Linked DNA regions of Sus scrofa: region 2 is linked to region 1. A link is a contact called in public HiChIP or PLAC-seq data. All regions are on one chromosome and are shown on one strand. The core of a region is the stretch at or near the end of the contact, and the rest is flanking DNA. Distances in the headings are between cores, read along the strand shown.

Region 1 (3,892 bases), core at 263-2,762:
GTTCAGCTTCCAAGCTGGGGGATGACTGCCCTGTGACGGCTGTCTCTGGGAGCACATGACAGCCTACTGCCACTCCTGGAGCAGGGCGGGGGAGGGGGTGGCTGGGGGGGGTGGCTCTTCTACCCGACAGATACCGTCGCTGAATATAGCAACCAGAAGCGCCAAGGAAGGCAAACACAAGCTCTCACCCGTCTGGAGGCTCCGCGGCTTGGCACCCAGATAGGCCAGGTTCACGTTGGCCTTGCGGCCGTCGATGTTGGGGTTAGGGTCTTTGCAAGCCCTCTCAGCTGCCGCCCGGTCTGCCATAGTCACCTGGAGGAACAGGGACTTAGTCACCTGGAGGGGTTTCCCTAGCCGGTGGGGGGAGCAGAGAGCAGGCTCTGCCCTGGCACCAGGCACTCACTTCCCCCCACCCCGGGTGCCTGTTACCCAAGGCTCCAGGCCCAGTCCCCTCTGACCCCAGACTGGGACCCTCCCACGGAGCTGCCCCCTGGATCCCAACTCCTCCCTCCAAGTTCAAGTGCTAAGAAACGTTGCCTTCAAGAACAGAAACAATCCCAAGAGAGACAGGGCAATGCCAAGGGAGGCAAAGGACCCGGCCTGGCCTATCGCACCAGTGGGGGCCACAAATTTCCTCATGGGAGGTTTGGGGACACTGTAGTTAGAAGGTAAGTAGGAGACCGTGTCTCAGAGCCGTTTTTCACTTAGATTTTTAGGGTTTCTGCGAGGGCTGTTGGAAAAAAAAACGGGGTTTGCTTAAAGGCTCCTAAGCGCCCTGGGGTGAGGCCCTGCAACTCGGTCGCTTGTTGCTCCAGGAAGTCCCAAGGGTAAGTGTCTGTCCCCCAAACCTCTCCACAAACTTAGGAGTCCGAATTGAACACAGCGGCTCTCCCTTTCAAAGCCGGCGTGGGGTGGGGGCAGGGAGATGGGGCCCAGGGGGCGGGGGCAGGACCTGCTGGAGCCCGAGAGGGGGCAGCAGGTGCGGACGCCGGCGGGAGGCGCCCCGGGCTGGCGTGCGCCCGCCGGTTGACTCAGCGCTCCGGCCGCGATAAGTGCGGGGCGGGGTGCACCCGGCCGCGGGGCCACTTACGAAGCCGTAGCCGCGGGACTTGCCCGTCTGGCGGTCGGTGATGACCACGGCCTCTTCGATGTCCCCGAAGCCCTCGAAGTACTTCCTGAGCGAGGCGTCGGTGGTGTGGTAGGGCAGGCCGCCCACGAAGATCTTGGTGAACGTGGTGTCCTTCTGCGAGCCGTGCATGGCGCCGGGGGCGGCCGGGGGCCGCGGGAAGCCCGCGCTTGGGGCGCACGGCGCGGGCTGCAGCAGCATGGAGGGCGCCCAGCCGCCTACGGACCTGGGCCGCGTGGGGCTGCGCTCATTGGGGGCGGCGGGGAGCGAGCGGGGCAGCAGAGGCGCCGGTCCAACCGCCGGGCCCGTCCACTCGCGGGTCGCTCCCGCCGTGCGCGCCGCGCTGCGCTGCGCCGCGCCGCGTTTCAGCCGGCGCTGCGGGCACTCTGCGCCCGAGCGCCCGCCCCTGGGCTTTGTAGTCCGCCCCGCCCCCGGTCCGCTTCAGGCCCCGCCCCGACCGTAGGCCCCGCCCCCAGCCTTAGCCCCGCCCGAGCCCCCCGGGCGCGCAGGGGCCGCCGGGAAGCGTAGTCCGGGGCCCGCCCCGCCGTCCTCCGCGTGTCACAGGGGAAGCCGAGGGGCGGTGTGCCCATCCGACAAGGAGGCGCTTCCAGGTATTTCCCTGGAGACATACTACGTGCTCACCAGGTTCTAGGACCCTGTCCTCGCCGAGCACAGAGCCTAGCGAATCCGGTGTACATGATTCAGATCTCGTTTAGTGAGTGGGCATTTCTCCCAGAGCTACTTAGGGTACAGCAATATACATTAAAGGTGAAATAATTTTTGTTTTTAAGGCATAAATGTAATTCTCTCCACGGATATTTATCAGGGTTTGGGGGGAGGCAGAATGCACAAAACACACTCTAGCCTCACCAGGCGTCTATGAACAAGACAATCATACAGGTATACATACTACCCAGAAAAATAAATCAGAGTTCACCCTTCCAGCAGGAGCCAGCGTGGTTCCAGAGGCCCCACTGAGGAGGTGACTGGCTGGGGAGTAGTTCTGGCCTCCTCGAAAGTCGTCCCCCCCCCCCACGGATCCCTCCATCTCTGTGTGCGACCTTGGGGGAAGGCAAGCAGAGGGCGGCCCAGTTCCCTCTGTCCCCTTCCCCAGGCACAGAAACCCCCGGCCCCAGTCTCTAAAGGTCAGGATACAGGTAACTGAGCAGGGCCAATGGGAGAAAACCACATCTTTCTGGACCCCGCGTCGGGACCCTCCCATCTTTAAGAAATTAAAAACCCCTAAAGGACAATAGAGGAAGGGGGGGCTCTTCTCCCCCCCTCTCAGCCTGTCCTGGGAGCTATTTGCTTTTCTTTAATACTTTGCTTGCTTGCTGCCTGTGTATTCACGGAGTTCATTCTTCGACTGCCGTGAACAAGAACCTGGATTCCGGTGCCATCCTTCTTTGAACAAGGACAGGCCCCTTGTTCAAAGCTGGTGGGAATTTCACGTCTGACAGGAGAGCACTGAGCCCTGGCCCTGGCCTGCCTCACTCCCGGGTCACAGGGCCATGCACAGCCAGGCCCGGAGGGCCTCAATGCCCCCGCACATCCAGGCACCTCCACTGTGATGTCCTGTGCCGTCGGCAGTCTGCTGTGGATGAGACGGATATTGTGGCCATCAAGCCATCAGCCACTGCAGCCACCCCGCCAGTGCACCCCGGGGGGATTTAGGATGGAAGAACCGGGATCCTGCCCCCGGATGGTTAAGGTGCATATCAAAGGAATGATTCAAGGAGCCCAGACTCTTGTATCTTCCAATACAAGAAAAACACTACATTCATTAACGGAGAAATACGGTTTTTCTTTAATTAACTGTAATCTCCTGATGTACCAACTACCTGGTTTTTGTTGCAAAAACTCCTACATATACTGGCTCCTCCCTTCTCTCTGCAGAGCCATCCCACAGAGCTCAGAGTCTGCCTTCAGGGCTTGAGTCCTCAGAGAGGCCGCCAAATAAAACATAATTCTCAGCTTTTAGAGTGTGTTGAGATTTTAGCACTTTAGCAATTTAGATCGTGTGGAGTCCATTTTAAATTGACATTGCTCTAAGTGTTGCTGACCCCAGCTCCTGGTGGGCTGAGGGAGAGGGTGTCTTTCAAGCGTTTATCCAGCACTGAAGCGCCTGAACTGCCTGACCCCACTCTGATCACCCCTTCTCCCAAATCTCTGCCCCAGCCCCCTCGCTGGAACTGGAACCCCGAGTCTTCATGGAGTCCTCCAGGGACACATTTTTCTGTCTCCCCTCAGGTCCCCTGGTCTTGTCCCCAACTCCCCAGGCCCGCTCCTGCCCCAGGGCTGGGCTTCCTCAATCACCCTTTATCCTGCCTTCTTTTCCTTCAATGTACTTTTCACTTCCCCAGGGCCTGTTTACCCAATCACCGAATTTAAAGTCTCTCTCCCCTGCAAGGTGGGGCCTTGGGGGTTCTGCTCAAGCTATAGGGCCTGGCAAGGAGAGGACACTCCAAGGAGGGGAATGTTTGTTGAGTGAATGCACGATGTTAGTAAGGAGACCGGGCTCTACACCAGCCAAGGAACACTCAGCGTGCCCTTGGAAAACTTTGATAAAATGTGACCTACACTTGCTGGGCCAGGGAAGGTGGCCACTGTGCCGCCGCGTGAACTTGGGCAAGCTGGCCTCAGTTTCCCCCTCGGCGACAGACCAGCGCTCTAGGGGCGGGCAGGGTGGGCCGGGCACTGGGCTCACCCCTCTGCGCAGGTGGCCCAGGCTAGGCGCCTACAAGTCCCAGCGGCTCCGGGGCCCGC
Region 2 (3,817 bases), core at 926-3,425, 91 kb before region 1:
GAATATATGAAGGACTTTTACAACTCAATAATACAAAAATAACTACCTTATTAGAAACAGGCCAAAGATCTAAGCATTTCTCCCAAGAAAATGTACAAATGGCCCATAGGTTCATGAAAAGATTCGTCACCGAGGAAATGCACGTCAGAATCACAGTGTGATAGCCATAGAAGCAGCCATGAGGATGGCCGAAGGCAGATAATAAAAGATACGGAAAAATTAGACCTTTGTACATTGCTGGTAGGATTTGTACATGGTGAAGTCGCCTTGCAAGGCAGTGGCAGTTCCTCAAAAAGTTAAACATGGAGTTATCATGTGACCTGGCAGTTCTCTTTTGAGGTGTGAAAACATACGGCCTCACAAAAACGTGTACAGATGTTCACAGCAGCATTATTCATAATAACCAAGAAGTGGAAACTCCCCCAATGTCCTTCAACTAACAAGGAGATAAAACATGGTCCATCCACAGGGTGGAATATTATTCAGCCATGAAAAGGGTACAGGCTATGGTGTGTGTGAACCCTGAAAGAGGTCAGACACAGAAGACCACATGATATGATCCATTTGAATGAAATGTCCAGAAACAGGCAAATCCGTGGAGACAGAAAGTTGATTCGTGGCTGCCAGGAGCTAGAGGGAGGGGACACAGAGGGACTGTTAAGAGTAGAGGTTCCCGAAGTTCCCGTCGTGGCGCAGTGGTTAACGAATCCGACTAGGAACCATGAGGTTGCGGGTTCGGTCCCTGCCCTTGCTCAGTGGGTTAACGATCCAGCGTTGCCATGAGCTGTGGTGTAGGTCGCAGACGCGGCTCGGATCCCGCATTGCTGTGGCTCTGGCATAGGCCGGTGGCTACAGCTCGGATTCAACCCCTAGCCTGGGAACCTCCATATGCCGCGGAAGCGGCCCAAGAAATAGCAACAACAACAACAACGACAACAAAAAGACAAAAAAGACAAAAAAAAAAAAAAAAAAAAAGAGTAGAGGTTCCTGGGAGTTAAGAGTAGTAGGGTTCCTGGGAGTTCCCGTCATGGTGCAGTGGTTAAGGAATCCGCCTAGGAACCATGAGGTGGCAGGTTCGATCCCCTACCTCGCTCAGCGGGTTAAGGATTTAAGGATTCGGCATTACTGTGAGCTGTGTTGTAGGTTGCAGACATGGCTCAGATCTGGCGTTGCTGGGGCTCTGGTGTAGGCCAGTCGCTACAGCTCCCATTAGACCCCGAGCCCGGGAACCTCCATATGCCGAGGGTGCAGCCTTAGAGAAAGGCAAAAAAAAAAAAAAAAAAGAGTAGAGGGTTCCTTTTTGAAATGTTCTAAAGGTGAGTGTGGTGGACGGTTGCAGAATCCTGCAAATAAACCAAAAACCTTGAAGTATACACTTTCAAGGGATGAATTGTGTAGTATGTGAATTAGATCTCAACTAGGCTCTTTAAGAAAATATAGAGGGACTTTCCGGTTCTGTGCGTAAGGAACCTGAACTGAAGTTGCCACTCTTTCGGAACAAGGAGAAAGCAGGACAGAGGGGACAATCGCCAGCTCTTTTAGGATCCTTAGGAGGGGCGAAGACACACGGCAAACCGCTGCTGCCAAGACTGGAGACCCAAAAGGTGTGTGCAGGGCGTCCCTCCTTCCTGAGCAGAGACTTGGAAACAGAGCCTGCTGACGTGGGGGAACTGGGCTGTCATTGACGCATGGCTGCAGGTCAGCGTGCGCAACTCCGAGCGCTCCGATGTGCACGGGATCCGCTCCAGCGGGACCCCCGTGATAGTGTGAGATTTACCAGCAGGAATTTAGCAAGGTCCCCACAGTGAATATCTAAAAAATCTCCTACTTCCTGCAGGGGCAGTGGGGAGGAGCTGGTCCATATTGCCCCAGGGCTCTCAGTCCCAAAGGCTTGCCCTACAGGAAACTGACCAGGAGTTCCTATTGTGGCTCTGTGGGTTAAGAACCTGACTAGGATCCATGAGGATGCGGGTTTGATCCCTGGTCTTCCTCAGTGGGTCAAAGATCCGGCGTTGCTACTGCTCTGATTTGACCCCTAGCCTGGGAACTTCCACAGGCCATGGGTGCGGCCCTGGAAAAACAGCAAAAAGAGGAAACTAGTTAACCAGAGCCTGGCCCACTGGGGTTTTATCAGAGCCTCACTGACATGGAGAAGGAAAATAACCAGCCCGTTCTAGACATTCTGTCCACACCCAACAGAGAAAGGAAAAGAAACTGAGCTCCCGAAAAGGCCGAGACCTAAAAGGCTGCACATCCTGCACTCCCAGCACCACGTTACTGAGGCCTGTTTACGGCAGCCTCTTAAGCAGGACGTCACGCCCAGCTCTCAAGAAAAAAATGCCACCGCATTCCAAACGACAAAAACAACCCCACAATCTGAAGAAACAGAGCAAGCATCAGAACGAGAAACGGGGAGTTCCCGTCGTGACTCAGTGGAAATGAATCTCACAGGCATCCATGAGGGCACAGTTTCGATCCCTGGCCTCGCTCAGTGGGTTAAGGATCCAGCGTTGCCGTGAGCTGTGATGTAGGTTGCAGACATGGCTTGGAACCCACGTTGCTGTGGCTGTGGCGTAGGCCGGCAGCTCCAGCTCTGATTAGACCCCTAGCCTAGGAACCTCCATATGCTGCAGGTATGGCCCTAAAAAGACAAAAAAAAAAAAAAAAAAGGCAACAAAACACAGAAACAACAGAGACGTTGGAATGATCAGACCAGGAGTTTAAAACCACTGTGATTAATGCAAAGGGGCTCTAAGGGGGAAAGGAGGCAGCCCAGAAGCACAGACGGGCCGTGTAAGCAGAGCTGGAAATCCGAAGACAGACCAAAAAGAAATGCTGGAGATCAGTATTATAAGAGAAGTGAAGACGGCCCCGGGTGAACAGCAGGTCCTACTGCGCAGCACAAGGAGCCGCGTTCAACATCTTGTGATAAACCGTATTGGGAAAGAATACAAAAAGAATCTGTGTATATGTATCGTGTGTGTGTGTGTGTGAAACGGAGTCACTTCGTTGTACGGCAGAAATTAACCTTGTAAGTCGACCAGAAGAGCTAAATAAATGGAGAGACATTCCATGTTCATGGATGAGAAACCTCAGTACCGTCAGGATGTCACCGGCAGATTCAGTGCAGCTCCTACCAAAATCTCAGCACGTTATTTTCTGGATTGAGAAGCTGAGTCTAAGGTTTAGAAGAGAGAGCAAAAGACCCAGGAGAGCCTACTTAATACTGAAGAAGAATGAAGTTGAAGGACTGACTCTCCGGCTCCAAGACGTATTCTAACGCTTTGGTGGTAATCAAGACAGGGTGATATTGGTGAAGGAACAGACAGCTCAGTGGAACAGAAGAGAGAGCTCAGAAACAGACCCCCAGAGATAGTCAGCTGCCCTTCGAGAAGGAGCAGCACAAGAGAGAAAAGACCTCCTTTTCAACCAATGGTGCAGGAACCATGGACGTCCACACGAAAAAAAAAAAAAAAAAAAAGAATCTAGACACGAATCTGGACACCCTTCACAAAAATTAACTCAAAATGGGTCACAGACCTAAACGCAAAACACAAAACTATAAAAGGCCTAGAAGATAACATAAGACAAAAAATCTAGATGGCCTTGGTATGGTGGTGACTTTTTTTTTTTTTTCTCGTCTTTTTGCCTTTTCTAGGGCCACTCCCATGGCATATGGAGGTTCCCAGGCTAGGGGTCTAATCGGAGCTGGAGCCACCAGCCTACACCACAGCCACAGCGATGCAGGATCCGAGCCGCGTCTGCAACCTACACCACAGCTCACGGCAATGCCAGATCCTTAACCCACTGAGTGAGG

What was found. HiChIP or PLAC-seq counts read pairs in DNA pulled down with a chosen protein or histone mark.
Region 2: a contact with region 1 is called in an H3K27ac HiChIP or PLAC-seq map of alveolar macrophages. The contact joins the enhancer-like site here to the promoter of RBM38 in region 1. A contact is called at or near these places in 1 of 5 promoter capture datasets (skeletal muscle), 3 of 47 Hi-C or Micro-C datasets (fetal liver, omental adipose tissue and subcutaneous adipose tissue) and 2 of 2 datasets of contacts at active chromatin or transcription factors (alveolar macrophages and skeletal muscle).

What each region holds. Positions count from the first base shown.
Region 1 is chr17:57,780,776-57,784,667 of Sscrofa11.1, reverse strand. RBM38 (RNA binding motif protein 38) reads right to left here and starts at 1,512. Exons shown (of 4, transcript NM_001105312.1): 1 at 1,091-1,512; 2 at 189-312. The coding sequence starts at 1,327.
Region 2 is chr17:57,872,084-57,875,900 of Sscrofa11.1, reverse strand. All of the region lies in intron 8 of CTCFL (CCCTC-binding factor like), which reads left to right. Among named protein-coding and RNA genes, the nearest start is that of CTCFL, 17 kb to the left of the region's middle. Within about 2 kb of position 2,175, at least 2 of the 83 cell types and tissues checked have an H3K27ac peak or open chromatin away from gene starts, as enhancers often do. A contact at or near this core is called in alveolar macrophages, where this site is marked.